Linked DNA regions of Macaca fascicularis: region 1 is linked to region 2. The links are chromatin contacts, called in public Hi-C maps. All regions are on one chromosome and are shown on one strand. The core of a region is the stretch at or near the end of the contact, and the rest is flanking DNA. Distances in the headings are between cores, read along the strand shown. Region 1 holds the start of SLC25A51 (solute carrier family 25 member 51). Region 2 holds the start of SHB (SH2 domain containing adaptor protein B).

Evidence for each region. Hi-C and Micro-C count contacts between places; a contact is called where the count stands out from the background.
Region 1: a contact with region 2 is called in a Hi-C map of liver, with 2.4 times the contacts expected there. The contact joins the promoter of SLC25A51 here to the promoter of SHB in region 2. A contact is called at or near these places in 2 of 2 Hi-C or Micro-C datasets (liver and skeletal muscle).

The regions. Positions count from the first base shown.
Region 1 is chr15:61,414,936-61,419,052 of T2T-MFA8v1.1, reverse strand. It overlaps SLC25A51 (solute carrier family 25 member 51), which reads right to left and starts at 2,245. Exons shown (of 5, transcript XR_012424549.1): 1 at 2,180-2,245; 2 at 1,643-1,669.
Region 2 is chr15:61,249,033-61,253,264 of T2T-MFA8v1.1, reverse strand. It overlaps SHB (SH2 domain containing adaptor protein B), which reads right to left and starts at 1,407. Exons shown (of 6, transcript XM_005581249.5): 1 at 106-1,407. The coding sequence starts at 825.

The DNA of each region.
Region 1 (4,117 bases), core at 996-3,495, 160 kb before region 2:
CACTTACAAGCTAAGATTAATCAATATTTGAAGTCCTAACACTTAGTCTAGAAATGCCTGATACCCATGTAATGCTTTGCACTTCTTCAGTTTCAGAATTAAACGTTAAATCAACAAGAATATTTAGATTAATGTACATGATTACATGATATTGTGACAATTTATGAATGTCAAAACCATTTTATTTTTACATACTGAGCACACGAAATATTTTACATTCTAAAGTCACCACCTACAAGCTGTTTACATACGCTCCTTGACAGGACAAGCCAAGTTATTTGTGTATATGAACAACAATAAAAATCTTGTCCATGTTCACTTTTACTGGAATGTTACTTGTATTACTTTCTGAAATTTTGCAAATAAAGGTTAGTTTATTTATGACTCTGAGAATGGGGACTGTTATTAAACAAGCGGAAAATTACAGCTAACAGAAGTTAACCATTTATTGACCACCATATCAAACTATTTTAAGAACATTACTGTACATTAAGATTCTCAGATTTAAAAAACAGGCCTAGATGGGGAAAAAAAAAATGTTATGAAACCCTCTCGGACTTCACAGATTTAAAGCTTTTTCTCTAGTTTAATCCTACACACCAGGATAGTGTGAACAGGTTCTTAATTTAGCAATAGAAGGATAATGTGCACAGCATTATTTGGTAGTGCAGTTTAGAATTTTGCATGTTTACCTATACTGTGAACATAGTTAAATTTCTTTGCTAAATTGATCTTTATACTTTTATTCATTAATGTGGATAATTCTTTGCAATTTATTGCAAAATTTATTTACCATAACTTTACGCTTGTGTGCTACGTAAAACTATCTCATCATAAGGGAGCAGTTAATGAACTTGACTTTCAAGCAACTACAAGTGTCAAGCTCCTGTGACTAAGAAAACAGTGTAAAGTCTAAAACCTGACTGTAATGTACAGCCTACATGGATCAGCATGATCCAGATATGATTCAAATACAAAGGTCTCTGCAAAAACTGGGGAGAGGGTGACTCCAATTCTCAAAGGATGTGAATTTCCACTAGTCAGCAGGTCTGAGTCAGCATTCAGAACAAGATCAGCCTGGGTCTAGCCCTAGTTATGACACTATCTTGCCAATACAAAGACAAAGCAATATCTGATTTTAAAATCCACTAATCTGAGTTTGCTTTCCTTTACCAAATGAGAGATCAGACAAATCAACTCCTAGCTTATTTTCCCCTGAGATACGCTAAGGGTGACCCCAGTTCCAAAGCGGTAACCTGTGCTCTGAACCACTATGGGACCTCAAGAGTCCAAGCATCTTTTGATCCTACGGAATCCTTTCAAAGCACAGGCAGAGGAAGCTCAAAATGGCAAGGTCACTACACATTTCAAGGGCTTCTGTTTCACAGATTACAAGTAGAGAGAAACAGAAGGTGGGAATTAAGATCAGCTAGGTAGAGCTGTGAGGTGCAAAACAAAGGTTATGCAGAAAGTTGAGGTGCTGACATACTCCATCTAGCTAAACTGAACACTAAATAATGGATGGAGACTAACACCACCACCACCATCGTCCCCGAAAATCCTTGTACAAGTGAGCTTCCTACAACGTGATGCAACATGGTGTCGCAGAACAAGCACTGCCAGGTTATGTAGCTGAACTTACCGTTCTCCAGGCGTCCATTTCCCCAACCTGTGAAAAGCGGGGAGGGGGTTGGACAAGATCACTAAGTCCTCTTCCGTCTCTGACACTCCACAGCCAGGGGTCCCGAGGTGAGGCAGAAATCCCAGTCTCCCGGGAGGCAAGGGCCCTTGCGCGGTGCCAGCCCCGCTTTCCCCCGGGTGCAGGTAGCGCCTGGCTCCTCCCCACCCCTGCGGTTCCTGTGCACTAGGGAGGTGACTCCCCAGCCCCGGGCGCGCCCGAATGAAGGGACAACGCCTTCGCGGGAAAGGTCGCCCAGCAGCCGGACAAACACCCGGGGCAAGCGGGGGAGCCGGGAGCCGAGGAGGCTCAGAACTGATTCAGTGCGCGCCGCCTGGGTGGGGCCCGCAGGGGCCGAGCCAGCGCAGCTGGAGCGCGCAGAAGACGGGGATGGGCCCCCAGGGCGGCAGGCTACCCCAACCGGGCCTTCGGCGCATTTCCCCTCCCTCCAACCTCTTGCTACGGGAACCCGGTGCTTCCCCACGCCCGCCCCGCACTCACCCATCGCCACCCGCGTCCTGCAGGACCGATAGCGAGCCGGCGCCCGCGCAGGCGCAGACCGTGACCGACCCAGGGGCTGGGGCGCAGAACTACGCGCCAGGCGCCGTTGGGGTCACGTGAGGGAGACGCCGCCCCGCCTCCTCTCCCTCGGCCCGCGGCCCGCGGCCCGCCAGATGTCGCCAGCCTGCTTTTCCTGGCCGCAGGCCGCCGCGGCGGGGCAGGTAGAGGGCCACGCCAGTACACCTGTCAGGTTGCGGGCTCTGCTAGCCTCGATGCTTCACCCTTAATGCCGTACGGTGGCCTCAGCGTGCCAGAAACAGCCAACGCGCGTTCTCTAGCGCGCTGCCTGCAGGGGGCGTCTGGGCATTGTCGGTTTTAGGGGCATTGTCGGTTTTAGGGGGCTAGCGCCTTCGCGGAAGACTCCAAAGTGCCCTCTGTGGAGCCTTGTTGGGTATCTTCAAACCTTCAGAGGGATCTTTTATCAGCGACCCATTCCGCAGTTCACAGAAGAACACACTTTGTGCGTGCTTTGGAACATACGAATCACTTTTAAACGTTTTAACTCTTTTTCCTTCGAAGCTCAGACCGCTTGCGGGGGGCTTGGAAGGAGCGCTGCCCGGGGAGTTAGAAGGCCTGGGTCAAAGTCATAGCCCTCATACTTCTTGAGAGTGACCTTGGACGAGTCGCTGGACCCTGAGCCCCAAATCCCCGTCTGAAAAGTAACCCGTGCCTTGTGTGCGTCCCCGGGCTGTTGTAGGAGACTCTGGAAATGAGGGTTCTGACTCTCAGTTGGAAACTGGAACGCACACAATAGATGGGAGGCGTTGAAGGAAACGGAAAGGTCGGTCTGAGGGGAGAGGCGTTTCAGGAGGCTTGTGGATGTGTGAAGTGTGTGCACTGTGCTTGGGGACAGCCCAAGCAGTAACCCCACCCCAGTGAAGCGTTCTTGGGGGGATCGGCTCCGGGTGGGCGACGTTCGCCGCGTGCCCCCTTCCCCCGAGAGCACTTTGTAGACACTCCAAAAGCGGGTCTGGTCTTTGCCCAGCTCCGCTTTGGCTGCCGTGCTTAGCTGCCTCTCGGGAAGCTGGAGACCAGGCTCCCCTATTCCAGCAAACGCTCCATTGAGGAACCTACTGCGTGCAAGGTCCTGGGGAGCTTAGCGTCTGATGAAGGCTACAAAAACAAAAGAGTGGAAATTCAGAAGCATGGGGGGCCTCCCCCCTCGAGGGAGATCCAGAGATGGCTTCACAGAGTAGACGTTTGAACTGGGCCTTGGAGGGTGGATGGGTGGAGTTTGGCCCAGTGGAGAAACTCATAGCAGCGGGAGATAAGACTGTAAGGGTCAGGTGGTGGGGCTGGATAGTGCGAATCTTGACTGTCAGACACAGGCACCTGCCATCTAATTAGTATGCGAGGGATAAATTTTGGACTCCACAGGATAAGGATAAGGCTACACAATGGCTTAGAACAATTAATCGGACAACAGTTGGAAAGGGCCTTTGCCTCAAAATTATGTTTGCCCTGTCTTGTGTGAATGCCTATTCAGATGTATTATTCGAAAAATAAATAAACCAGGCAGGCATCCAGCGTGTTCATAAGCATAAATAATTAATTTCAGATTAGAATGGAGAGGTTATTCTCCTGTGGTAAAACCTGAACAAGAAGGAAAAGACTGAAACACACAATTGGGGCACACCAGACTCAGAAAATCCCGGGCTAACGGGAAAGCTCAGGTCTGGAGCTGAGCCAGTCTGCTTCTTTTATGCTGCAGTCACAGCACAGGCCTCTCTGCGCCTCCAGCTCTCTGTTCCTTGTCAGAAACCCCCAGGCCCTTCATTGGCTCTTCTTGGGCATATGAATGTTGGGGATGAAAACCCTCTATTTTTGGATTCCGGATCCATCTTAAAGTTAGTCCTTCATTTCTGTCCTTATCCACCC
Region 2 (4,232 bases), core at 158-2,657:
CGAAGCTGAAGTAGGGACTCGACACCAGAGCGGTGGGTGCCTTGGTTTCCCCGTGCGCACCGTGGCTCTTTTGGAACCTCGGGAAGAGGCCAAGGGGCACCTTACCTTGTCCTTCTTGCCGGCCCCGCTCTCCTCCGCGGCTGAGGCGGCGCACTTGTTGAGCAGTTTCTTGCCTCCGCAAGCCGTCGGGCTCCAGGTGCGGCCGCCCGCGCAGGCGCCCCCCAGGGGGTCCCCGGCCCCGCCGCCCGCCGCGCTCTCCACTTTGATGAGGCGGTGCTTGGGGGAGATGTAGCGCACCTCGGCCGGCGTGGCGGGCCGCCGCTCGCTGCTGCTGCGGTAGAGGTGCGGGGAGCCGGAGGAGGAGGACGACGACGCGGCGGCCCCCGCGCCCGAGGAGGCGCAGCAACAGCCCGCGGCGCCCGACGCGGACGAGGCCGAAAAGGCGCGCTGCACCCCGCCTGGCTCCCCGCCGCCGCCGCCGCAGTAGTCCAGGCGGCACATGGCGCGCAGTTTGCGCAGCGACGAGCCAGGTCCGTTGTAGGGGTCCTCGAAGTCGCGTTCCTTCTGCGCGCGGTAGGCGCGGATGAGGTCGCTGGTGCTGCCGCTGTCGTCGGGCAGGGAGCCCGAGGAGGCCGAGAAGCAGGAGGCGGTGGCCGGACCGCAGGACGCCGAAGCAGCGGAGGAGGCCTGCGGCACGGCCTGGGGGGGCTGCGAGGGCCGCTCGCCCCGGCGCCGCTGCTCGCGGTAGTCTGGCCGCGGCGGCTGCGGTGGGCTCTTGGTCTTGCTGTTGCCCAAGCTGAAGTACTTGTTTAGCCACTTGGCCATGGCGAGAGGCCGCCTAGGGCCGCGGCGTGGGAGCCCGGTCCGCCGCCGCGGCCATTCGGGGGGCAGCGCTGCCGCGCAGGTCCCTCGGCGCCCCGGCCCCGGCGGGGGGCGTCCGGGGCGCCCGCTCGCGACGCCAAGTTCAAGTTCTCGCCGCCGCCGCCTCCTGCCGGCAGCTCTCTGGCTCCGGCAGCTGCAGCACCGCCCTCCGCCTAGCGCCGCCCGAGCTAGGGATCTCGCGCCCCTCGTGGGCGCGTCTCATGGGGTCCCGGCCCACGGCCCGGGGGAGAGCGGAAGGTCCGAGCGCTACCGCCGCGGACCCTGTGGCCGTGAGCCCCCCGCCGTGGAGCGCGCTCCTGCCCCGTCGGAGCCGCAGCCTCCGCCTTGGCCGGGATCTGCGGCTGCCGCGGGAACTTCTCGGCGTCCTCGGCTCCCTTCTTCCTTCCTGCGAGCGCTGGGGCGAGCTCTGCCGCGCAGCCGAGGAGAACGCGGCCGGGAGAGACAGCGAGCGACGGAGGGAGGCAGCCGGCGCCCGCCCGAGCCCGCGCGCCCGTGCCCGTCCCGGCGGCGCCTGTCGCTGCCACTGCCGCCGCCGCCTCCCGAGCCGCCGCGTGTGTGACACTCAGGCCGCCAGAGCCCGCCCCGCGCCGCCGTCCCGCCCTCCCGGAGCCCGCGCGCGCCCCGCCCCCCGTCCGCCCCCGCAGACCCAGCACCGCCCACCCCGCGAGCCTGGCCCGGGGCCGCGGCCCAAGCCCCGCCTCCCTCGCGCCCGGGCCTGGGGTGGGCGCACCTCTCCGCTCCGGCACGCGCCACCTCCCGCGGCCGCCCAGGCGCCAGCACCAGGGTCGTGCCCCAGGGCGCCGGGGTCCCGCCGCGCAGCCGGCTCCGCCTAGCTTGCTGCTCGCCGCTGCCTCGGGCGAGAGGTTGCCTGGCGGAGCCTGCTACGCGCAGAGGCCAAACCTGTCCGCAGTCCTCCGGGACCCCGCGCGTTGTTCACTCCAAGGATCCCCCTGTCGGGGTTGAGGAGTGGGGGTGGATTAACACGCAACCTTTCTAGTTTACAGCGTGGCCCGTGTGGAGGAAATGCAGTGCCGAGTGTCCTTAGGGACAGACTGGCTGTCCCCCTTTTCCTTAAAGGGACAGACTCCGGTTCAGCCCCGTGCACCGGGTCTTCGGAGGAATCTTTATGCTAATGAGTGTATTAGCAGTCCAGATGACGGATGTGGCCGGGATAGGCGGTGGGAGCCGGGCCCAGCACCAATCCGAGAGCAAGTCTAGGGGAGGTCGGAATGTTTGCTTACCTTTTCACCTCTGAGGAAGTCGAGGCTTTAGCCCTGTTCACTGCCAGCCTGGCGGAGCAAGTTGTGGGAACGTTTAATGCCTTATGTTGTAGGGGCTGGCAGGGCTCCATTTAATACAGGAACTCGGCCGGGTGCGGTGGCTCACGCCTATAATCCCAACACTTTGGGAGGCTGAGGCGGGTGGATCACGAGGTCAGAAGTTCAATACTAGCCTGGCCAAGATGGTGAAACCCCGCTGTAAAAATAGAAAAATTAGCCAGGTGTGGTGGCAGGCACCTGTAATCCCAGCTACTCGGGAGGCTGAGGCAGAGGTTGCAGTGAGCCGAGATCACACCACTTCACTCCGGCCTGGGCAACAGAGCCAGACTGCGTCTCAAAAAAAATAAAATGACCTCATTTTACAGATGGAGAAACTGAGGCCCAGGGGAAAGTCACACAGGTGGACTTGGATGCCAGTTCCTAAATCTGGTGGCACCACAATTATGTCTTTTCCAAGAGTCTCTTCTTTGCGATTTCAGATCATCCTTTGATTATTAACCAAAATTGGGGAAATAGGCCCAAGGAGTGGCCCAATTTGCTCAGTGTAACTTTTCCTGGGATCTGCACCTAGGGGAGGTGGCATGCTCCCTGTTGAGAGGGAAATGCTGCCTGAAGATGAAGTAGCTGCCACTAGTGCCTGGTGCTGCTTTGAATTTGCCTGGGCAAGCCCCAAAATGTGACTTAACTCTGAGATGTGGGCAGCTGAGAGCTGAGAAATTCTCTTAAGAATGTTGATTTACTAAAACAATAGCCCGAATCAAGAATCTGCATTTGCTGTCCATCTATTATAGATGTGATTTGGGGGAGTCTGTTTTTCCGCTATCCTGTAGTAACAGCGGGAACTGTGAGGGCAGACAGCAAGGCCAGGGGCTCTTTTGATCACATTGTAGTTCTGGCCACGCTGGAAGTGGAGGTCAAACTCTCAGTCTGAGACACTTGGACAGGGAAGACCTGAGAGCTGTTACTGCTTCCTCTCTGTAACCCACCCAGACTCATGCCTGAGGCCACAGCGCAGAAGTGATAGAAGCAGGACTTGAACTAGGTCTTATCCTGAAGCTGACCTCCGTCTGCTCAGCCACACACAGTAGTAAAGTGGAATTGACTTCAAATTTGTTCTTCCAGAATCAAGTTATTTGCCCTTTCCCTCCTTGGTCAGACAATACTGTCATCCTCTGTGGCCAATTGAATTTTCCAAACCCACTATGTCTCATAGTCACAGATACTGTCACCAACTACACAGCCTCTTCATTGCCTGAGATCTATTTACTTAGCATTTCACAGTAAATAATCTAAGGGGTGTGTGTGTGTGTGCGCGCGCGCGTTTGATGTGTCTGGGGCACGCAGAGAGGACCCAGAAGTTGACCTGGCTAGGATGTTTATTTTGAATATACCTAGACTTAAATATCTCTGTTACCCTTTAAATTGCTCCTCTGTCACATTGGCACTTAATTATCTTGCATATAAGGAGGCCTCAGTAGAAAACCTGAAAGGCAAGGACATCCTTGTCTTAAGCCCCACCTTTCATCCAACCACAAATCCTCCCCAGCTACCTTCCTTCCCATTTCTACTTCTGAGCTCAGATCCTGGCAATAGGCCAGGCCATCTGAGACAAGAAAGTCCTCTCTGGAATCTGGAAGCTTGCTCCCTTCTTTTGCCTTGCACATGGAAGGGTTATCTCTGCCTTTTCCAAAGGTTCAGGAAGAGACGTTATATTTCGTAACTTATTTTTTCCATGTCACTTTCAGCAGGCCATAGGGTCGTATCCACTTTCCCATGTGATACCTCTGCTGGGGTGTAATTTGCAAGCCAGAATTATTGTAATGCTATAGTATTATGCCAAGAACGTCCAGAGCACTTGTGTATCTGCTCAACCCTTAGACACTCTGTATATAATTAACCCTCCTCAACATCCCTGCAATCTGGTGTTATTCCCAGTTTACAGATGGGGTAGCTGGCCTAAGGTGGTATTTACCTGAAGCAGGCAAAAACCACATGGGTGTTTTCCTTTAGGAGCTTGTAGAGACAACTATCCAAGACTCAGAGTCCGAAATAATCATTCTGAAGGGAAAT